Linked DNA regions of Mus musculus: regions 2 and 3 are each linked to region 1. Evidence: chromatin contacts called from public promoter capture Hi-C data. All regions are on one chromosome and are shown on one strand. Each heading gives the region's core, a stretch centred on a gene start, on an enhancer-like site or on the middle of the called end of the contact. The rest is flanking DNA. Distances are from core to core; before and after follow the strand shown.

Evidence for each region. Promoter capture Hi-C pulls out the DNA fragments that hold promoters and counts their contacts.
Region 2: a contact with region 1 is called in a promoter capture Hi-C map of hippocampal neurons, with 2.0 times the contacts expected there. The contact joins the promoter of Dach2 here to the promoter of Klhl4 in region 1. A contact is called at or near these places in 4 of 39 promoter capture datasets (3T3-L1-derived adipocytes, cranial neural crest, hippocampal neurons and 1 more) and 1 of 115 datasets of contacts at active chromatin or transcription factors (stem cell-derived neural progenitor cells).
Region 3: a promoter capture Hi-C map of hippocampal neurons shows a contact between it and region 1, with 7 times the contacts expected there. The contact joins the promoter of Zfp711 here to the promoter of Klhl4 in region 1. A contact is called at or near these places in 2 of 39 promoter capture datasets (hippocampal neurons and maxillary cranial neural crest).

The regions. Positions count from the first base shown.
Region 1 is chrX:114,472,903-114,475,602 of GRCm38.p6, reverse strand. It overlaps Klhl4 (kelch-like 4), which reads right to left and starts at 1,270. Exons shown (of 11, transcript NM_001290477.1): 1 at 758-1,270. The coding sequence starts at 1,179.
Region 2 is chrX:113,296,978-113,299,677 of GRCm38.p6, reverse strand. Dach2 (dachshund family transcription factor 2) reads right to left here and starts at 1,422. Exons shown (of 13, transcript NM_033605.2): 1 at 743-1,422. The coding sequence starts at 1,251.
Region 3 is chrX:112,599,298-112,601,997 of GRCm38.p6, reverse strand. Zfp711 (zinc finger protein 711) reads right to left here and starts at 1,268. Exons shown (of 9, transcript NM_001381899.1): 1 at 1,093-1,268.

The DNA.
Region 1 (2,700 bases), core at 21-2,520:
ATGAATGCAATTTAGAATGAAATCACGTCTTAAGAATCCTACCTCAAATTCAAATTTTGCTTTCTTAGCTTAATTTTGTAGCCTTAAAGTGCTTGACATTTCTTATTTTAAGAATCCACTGATGGGAGCAAATTCTTATTACTTGCCCAATGAACACTTTTGTTTACAAACTAGCTGTGAAAGTAATGGCGCTTGAAATGGCGCTCAAATGACAAGGAATATTATATATTCTCACTAAAAACAAAAAACAAAAAACAAAAAACAAAACCCAAAGAATTTCAAAACTATTACTATGTCCTAAGAAATAAGCAAGAATATGTTCAATAGTCAGAACATGTATTTCTATTTTTGTCAAAGTTAATCCTGTTCACGAAAATCAAAAAAGAGTTCTGATTGCATGTGCTTGACAAAACAACCACCACTGTTGGAATATCTAAGCTGTTGAAGGTACCTACAGAGGTTAGTAATTAAAAAAAAAAAAAAAAGCCTTCTCTTAAAACCCGAAAGAATTCTAAATGGATAGGGAATATGATAATAAGCAAACCTACTAGGAAAAATAGCTTCCCATTAATTATCAAAACATATTGTGATTACAATGTTCTTTCATAGACTTAGAAGCAAGATTTTCTTCAAGACCCTGATTGGCTACACACAAACTCAGATTATTCTGACACTTCCTATTTAGCATGAAATGAGAGTTTTACAGACTAAGTTAATCTAGGCTAAAGCTTTCACTTACGTAACCAAAAACTCTTACCCTGCTCTCATATCTTCTATATTGTCATCACCCATCATCTCCAAATCTCGTGAGCGCTTCTCACAAGCCTCTTTGAGCAAATTTCCTTCTGGAACGGCTTTAGGAGTGTCTTCATTTGCTTGAAGATGTACTATCACGTTTTGTTGGTGCCAATTCTGAAGGACTCTTTGATGGGTAGGGGCTGGTCCTGGTACTGGCGTCAGTATATCGTGGTGGACAGGACTATTGCTTTTCTTCAGTCCGTTTCTGTCCCGTGAGTGGTTCTTCAACCTGCCCTGCACCGGGGTCCCTCTATGCTCATATCCTTCCTGCTGAAGGCAGCTTCCAGTGTTCGGCGATCCTTGAGAAGGATGACTAAACCATCTCCAGCGCAGCCTCAGGATCTGTTTCACATCAAACTCTTTCTTGCCGGACACTGACATTGTTGCCTGAGAAAAGACAAAAGCCTTCTCTAACAGAAAGGAAATGGAGCCTTTGTTATCTCTTGTTTCTCTCTGCCTCTTGTGTAGAACTAACAAAAGCACAAGTGCTGAGAGAGCAAGCAGTTTTTTCTTGCTTTCTCTCCCCTCCCCCTCTGCCTGTGATACACTGTGAATACTTCCAGCCTAGCTGAAGCCAGAAAGCTGCCGCTAACAGTGTAGGTGGGAACCCATACTGACAGGATGATGAGGTCAGACCTTAAACAAGTAAATCAGCTTAGCACAGGAAAGCAGCTACCACAAACACACTCCAGCTGCTAGATTTGCAAACTCACAGCCCTTAAGCCTGAACTCTAAACATCTAACCATGGTTCTTTGATGCCAAAATGCATAGCTGTCACTTAAACCCAGGCATGTGAGTAAAAGCAAACTGTTTAAAGTCACTTCTACACCCTCTCTCCCGCCCTCCTCCCACTCTCATACTCACTCCTCTATAGCCCACTTCTAAAACTGTGCCAATTTGTCCCAGGAGAATTTGTCATGGTGAATTCGTTATGATCTATTTTGAGATTCTTCTTATGGAAAATTTGAATGTAGCTCATTAAGGAAAAGCATCGTATCCTCAGTCCCCTTATGGAGTTCTGCAGTTATTATATGCAAAGCTCTTCTGAAAATGTGACTGCCTCTATATAAACATTCTATTTGAAAATAGAGGCTATAAAAATCAGAAAATCGTGCTGATTAGCCATGACTACACCCTCATACTCCCCCCCACACACACACGTGCATGCACACACACACAGACACCCCCCCCACACACACACACACACTGTCTGGATAGTAACTAACTTGGGCTAACATATGGAAAGAGAAACAGTGCTTTTCTAAGTTATATCGAAAGAGATGTCCTCTATCATTGACAATAACTTGAAAATGAGCACATCATTCCAATCATTCTGGCCTCTTGCCTATATAAACACCTCTTTATCATATCTTGTACTTTCACAGTCTTAGTTCTTTGTTCAGAAGTCATTATAAAAGGATACAGCAGGACATGTTTTAAATTAACGCAAAATCACCACATTGCTAGTAGTATTCAAAATACTTTGGCATCTGGTTCAGAATGACTATTTCACACCAAGGCAAATATTTCTTTTTTTTTTTTAATTTTTTTATTAGGTATTTTCCTCGTTTACATTTTCAATGCTATCCCAAAGGTCCCCCATATCAACCCCACCCCCAATCCCCTACCCACTCACTCCCCCTTTTTGGCCCTGGTGTTCCCCTGTATTGGGGCATCTAAAGTTGGCAAGTCCATTGGGCCACTCTTTGCAGTGATGGCCGACTAGGCCATCTTTTGATGCATATGCAGCTAGAGACAAGAGTTCCGGGGTACTGGTTAGTTCATATTGTTGTTCCACCTATAGGGTTGCAGTTCCCTTTAGCTCCTTGGGTAATAGCTCTAGCTCCTGCATTGGGGGCCATGTGATCCATCCAATAGCTGACTGTGATCATCCACTTCTG
Region 2 (2,700 bases), core at 173-2,672, 1.2 Mb after region 1:
AAGTGGCATCTGTCCTCATCGTTTGTTTTGTTTTTTGGTTTTTGTTTTTAAATAGGACTCATCATCTACTTTACCATGCACCAGGGAGCTTTGCGCAGCAGGCATGAGCATATGTCCTTGTAGGCACTTGTACAAGCATACACACACACACACACACACACACACACACACACACACACACACACCACCTTCACCACCACAGCACACACATCCCAAACACTCTCACAACAAACATACAGGATGGGGATCGAATCACCCTCTGGGATGGATTCTAGACTTCCGTTCCCTTGCACCCCCTAAATGCCTTTTTCTCGGTTGCCAGCTTAGGAGCCCAGGTTACAGCTCAGCCAGCCCCCATACCCAAGAAAGCCCTTGATGCCCGTGTTCAGAAGAAAAACTATCCGACCCGTATGGCCACAAAAGAGCAGGAAAGAAAAGCAAATAAAGAAAATAACTACCACAACAGCCAAAAAGCCATGCAAAATGTAGGCGAACGGCTGTAAAGTTTCAGTGGATGATTGCTACTGAAGTTTGTGCGGGACTTTTTCAAATTGAAGCCCTACCACTGAAAGCAGCCTAGAAAGGACTGGCAATTAATTTATGAGCCCTCCTAGTTCTCTCAACCCCGCCGATTACAATGCAAAGAAGCAGAACTCAACCTCTACAGACCAAGTTGGATGAGACATGCAGAAGAGGGCTAAGGGGTAAAGAGAGAAAGGCAAGCAAGCAATGAGTGTCTCACCTGGCGTTGGTGCAATCGGTGAACAAAGTTTCAAAGTCTTTCCTGGTGATGAGCTTGCAACGATTCACCCCTGGCTGGATGGCCCCCAGCCCACGGAGGATTCGAACTTGCTCTACAGTGCACACCACCGGAGATATGTCGAGTCTCTTCAGCTTAGTGTACACTGTGTGCAACCCTCCCACCAGGTGCTTGAGGAAAAGGTCAAAGACTTGCGGCAGGCAGATCAGTTCCTGGCCATCCATCAGGAATGAAGCTACCTTCACCCCGTGCATGTCGACCATCCGGCACTCGTTTGTGTTGGTGTTGCTGCTGCCACCGCTGCCACCACCAATCCCGCCACCCAAGACACTGCCGTTATGGTTATTGGCCATGAAACTGTTGATCATGTTAGGGGTTAGGCGAGGGGGCTCTCCTGGAGACGAATACAGGGGTTCAGCCCGGAATAAACCCCCCGGGACGCCGGCGCTGCTGGAAGTTGCAGAGATCACCGGAGGTGCAGAGACAGCCATGGTCACTCTGTCTTGAGCCTAGCTCTTAGAGCCCTAGCTTTCTCTCCCTGACTCCTTTAGGTCCCCTTGCGCTCACTCGCTGACTCTCTCTCTCTCTCTTTCAGGCACGTTCTGACTCTCTGAACTGTTCTCAAGTCTGAAGCGCGCTGGCTCCGGCTCCAGCTCATCCACCACCCTACACACTGTGAGCAGCCTCGACCCGCGGCGGCCCAAGAGCCCACCCTCACCACACCCCCTCCCGAGACTGGCAGCGCCCCCCAGCCAATGGGCCCCACCCCCTCAGCGCCCGAGCCCGCAGAATGGCTGCCGCCAGCTAGGGGTGGAGACTCCCTAGCCAGCCTCTGCCTACCTGAAGCCGTGTGGGACTTTCGGTGAATGGAGGTGGAACACAAGAAGGGAGAAGGGGGCGGTGTGCAGCCTTGCTCACTGCCTGGAGATCAGAGCAGAGAGTCCAATTGTCAGGTCTCTGAGGGGGACCATGCTTCCAGCCTGTCTTCTCCTAAGTGGAGGATTAGAAGGGTCACAAACGGGACTCACAAGTGTGTTTCATTCACCACACACCCAGAGCCATCTCGCATGAAAGTGACTTAGCTCTAATTCAACTTGCACATTTCCCCTAAACTCAGCGGAAAGAAAAGGTGGCTTCTCCCAGTATCCTGGAGAAAGAGTCCAGAGAGTTCACAAGTGAACAACTCGGCCTTTCTCTTACCCACTTAGATCACTGGCTGTAATATCTTCCTTATCCAGCGTCCACAGGACCGCTCCCCAGAATTCTTGCATTCATATCAGAGTTGCTGGTTGAGATCCTGTTACTGCTCAAGGAGGTTTAGGAAGCGCGGTGGGAAGCCTCTGTAACAGATGGGTGGATTGTTTTACAACACTTCCGCCACTCTCTGAAACAGACTAGGGTTGTGTGTGTGTGCGCGCGCGCGCGCGCGCGTGCGCGCGTGTGCGTGTGTGTGTGTCTGTGTGTGTGTGTGTGCATGTGCACGAAAGTGCACCATACCTTACTTAGCCTTGCCCTAACATTACCAAAAGGTTTAAAACAGTATATAATTTATAAGGATAGGGTTTAACACTCTGAACTTGTATATTTTTCTCCCTCACAAAGGTCTCCTAAACCAGTGAATGGCCCAGGCATTCCAAAGGCTTTATTTATATCTTAAATGGTTCCTCATGATTCTTCTTCCCCTACCTACCAAACCTCCCACACTTAGTACATAATACACATTGAAGGAAATATCTGAATAGGGTACCTGCCTGAAGAAAAGCATAGTCATTTCCATACAACATATCATATTTAAGTCACCTTAGCCAAGTTGTTTTAAATTCTTTGTCAAGGTTTTAATGAGCTGCAAGGTATTTCCTTTACTATCTTCTAGAGGAGCTGGTAGTTATACAGTGCATTAAATTCAGGTTACATTTATTTACAAAAGCTACCACCCTCAT
Region 3 (2,700 bases), core at 19-2,518, 1.9 Mb after region 1:
GCTGGGGAGCTAGCTTCTCCGTGCTGTCAACGGGGCGAGGGATAGAAGAGAAATGATGCTAAGGCTGCTGGGCAAGAGAATGGGAAAGTAGTATTTGCGGAGATAGACAAAGGAGCCCTGGCAAGTAGCAATATTGCAGCTTTGGACGCTGCACTCTTCCCGCAGAAGTCTCCCTTTCCCAAGACCGTGCCAAGTTTCAATCATTTCCAGCAGAACGCACACACGTGCCCTCTCCGCTGTCGCCCAGCAGACTGATGTTCCAGCGAACAAGAACAAGAGAGCCGGCGAGCCGGCGAGCGTTCTCAGCGGAGCGCCGAGACCCAGCCTAGGAGGCGTCCCCCGCGGCGCCCACCCCGCTCACCCGCGGCGCAGCGGTCACCGGCGCTGCCCCCGCCCCACGGCGCCCGGCCGACCGGCTCACCGCCCCTCGCTCCGGCGGCCCCGCCGTACGTGGGAGCCGGCCACCAGGCAAAATGGTGGTGATGGGGCTGAGGCGACGGTGGCCGCACACGGCACCCCCCAACACACACACAGCCCGGCTCTGACGGCACCGGAGCCCCGCTCCCGTCCTCTGCCCGGCCCCGGGGCCACTTGAGCGGCAGAGCCTGCTAGCCCTCGGGCGTGCCGCCGAAGGCTCCGTCAACCGCCGCCCCGCCGCGCGCGAGCGGCTGCAACGACGTGGGGCGCGGGCGAGAGGAACATGGAGGGGGTGGGGGCTGGGGGGTCGCCGAGAGAAAATGCCAAGGGGACGCCGCACTCTCCACCGTTTTGTTTTCCGCCATTTTCCTGTCACCCTAAACCACCGACGGCCACAACGACGGCTCTGGCTTCCCCGGGGGGGCTCCGAGCGAAGGGAGCAGAGGGCTGACTGAGGAGGGGGACCCTCACTTGCCAACCTTTCCCTGGCCTCCGCCGGCGGAGGAGGAGGAAGCCAGGGCTCCGGAGGCAGAGGTGAAGCTCGGGGACTAGACGCCACTTCCATTGTTCCCTTCGCCCTCCCCGAGACGCTGGGTGGGAGCCTCTCCCCTCCCAGAAACACGCTGAGCCTGGCAGAGCCGCGGCTTCCGAGTTGCTGCTCAGGAGTCCCCTTACCTGTCACCGCCTCCGCGGGGCTGCAACCGCCACCGCCTTCCCCGCCGCCAGGCAGTCGGAGGCCGCGCTCTCAACTGCCGCGGGGGGCGGCAGCCGTGGACCTGGAAGGTCCTGGCGTTCGTTCGGGATTCCGAGGTTCCGCAGCCCGAGCCAATCACGAGCTACTCTGCGTCTGCGAGGCGCGCCGCCTCGTCCCGCTTTATAGCGCTCCTACATGCTGAGGTTGCATTACGTCACGCTACCCTTGCTGCAGGGTAGGGGGCCAAAGGGGGAGCGCGCGCACGCGCGCGCCACGCCGACCGTGGAGCCCGCGCTGGGTTCGTGCTAGGAGACCCCGCGGACTCGCAGCCAAGGCTGCGCCGCCGGTGGAGTCCGAGTGCGCAAGCTCCGATCTTGGGACGTCCCTGAGGAGTTTCCGTGGGAAGATTTTGGTTTCCAGGTTTCCCAATTGGGATAAGGAGAAAGAGGGCAAAGCGCAATGACCACTCGCTGAACCTCTAATAGATATTAGATGTCATTTAAAACTCTCTCTCTCTTTCTCTCTCTCTCTCTCTCTCTCTCTCTCTCTCTCTCTCTCTCTCTCATACATATTACTTGGCATTTAAAACTCGCTCTGTGTGGGTCTCTGTGCACATCCCACCCTGGAGACCACGGAGGAATTTTCAGTCCACCGATATGATTTGCAGGTTCCCTCCATTCACCCCTTCATTACTTTTATAATGGAGATAATTTGACGAAGAAAGTTTTAAAACGCAGAATAAAAAGGTAGACAGGGGAACTAAATGAAATGAACACTAAATAATTCCAGAATATGACACTTTTAGCTTCTGTCTGCATAAAGTAAAAAGGTGAAAAATTTGGCGATATGCAAGAAAAAATGATGAACTGTGACAGAAAAGGAGGTATGAGCTAGGTTGTAATTTTAACTTGTCTTGTGTTCTGAGAATTAAGCCTTATTATATGATCACTCTATAGCACTATTTAAACAGGGATGAAGGAGGGGTAACTCATAATTGTTGAGTAAATAAATTTTAAAGATGGTTTTGTTCTAGATAATTGTGATCATTTCTCCGTTACCTAGAACTATATACCTCTAGAGAGTTTTTAGATATCTAGGAAGATATGACACTTTTAAGTAGTATCTGACCAGGGGGCTGGAGGAAGGGGAGGAGGAGGAAGAGGAGAGGAGGAGGAGGAAGAAGAGGAAGAAGCGGAAGAAGAAAATGGTATTTGTCCATGTCTAGATTTGACTTATGAACAATGATTTGCTCATCCGTTTAGCTGTCTTTACACTTCTTACACTTCTGTTTTCTTTCCTAGATGAAGAAAGGTTTTTTTTTATGAGTGTATACAATGGCTTATTTCTGTATTTAATACTTTGCCAAATACTGCTTAATGGTCTTTTCCTGTGACAATTCCAACTGAGTACTTAGAAGAAACTTGGAGAGAAAGTGTAGTTGTGTGTGTGTGTGTGTGTGTGTGTGTGAGAGAGAGAGAGAGAGAGAGAGAGGGAGACAGAGACAGAGACAGGGAGACAGAGACAGGGAGACAGAGACAGAGACAGAGACAGAGACAGAGAGCCTTGTGAATGGCAGCACTCTGATAGAT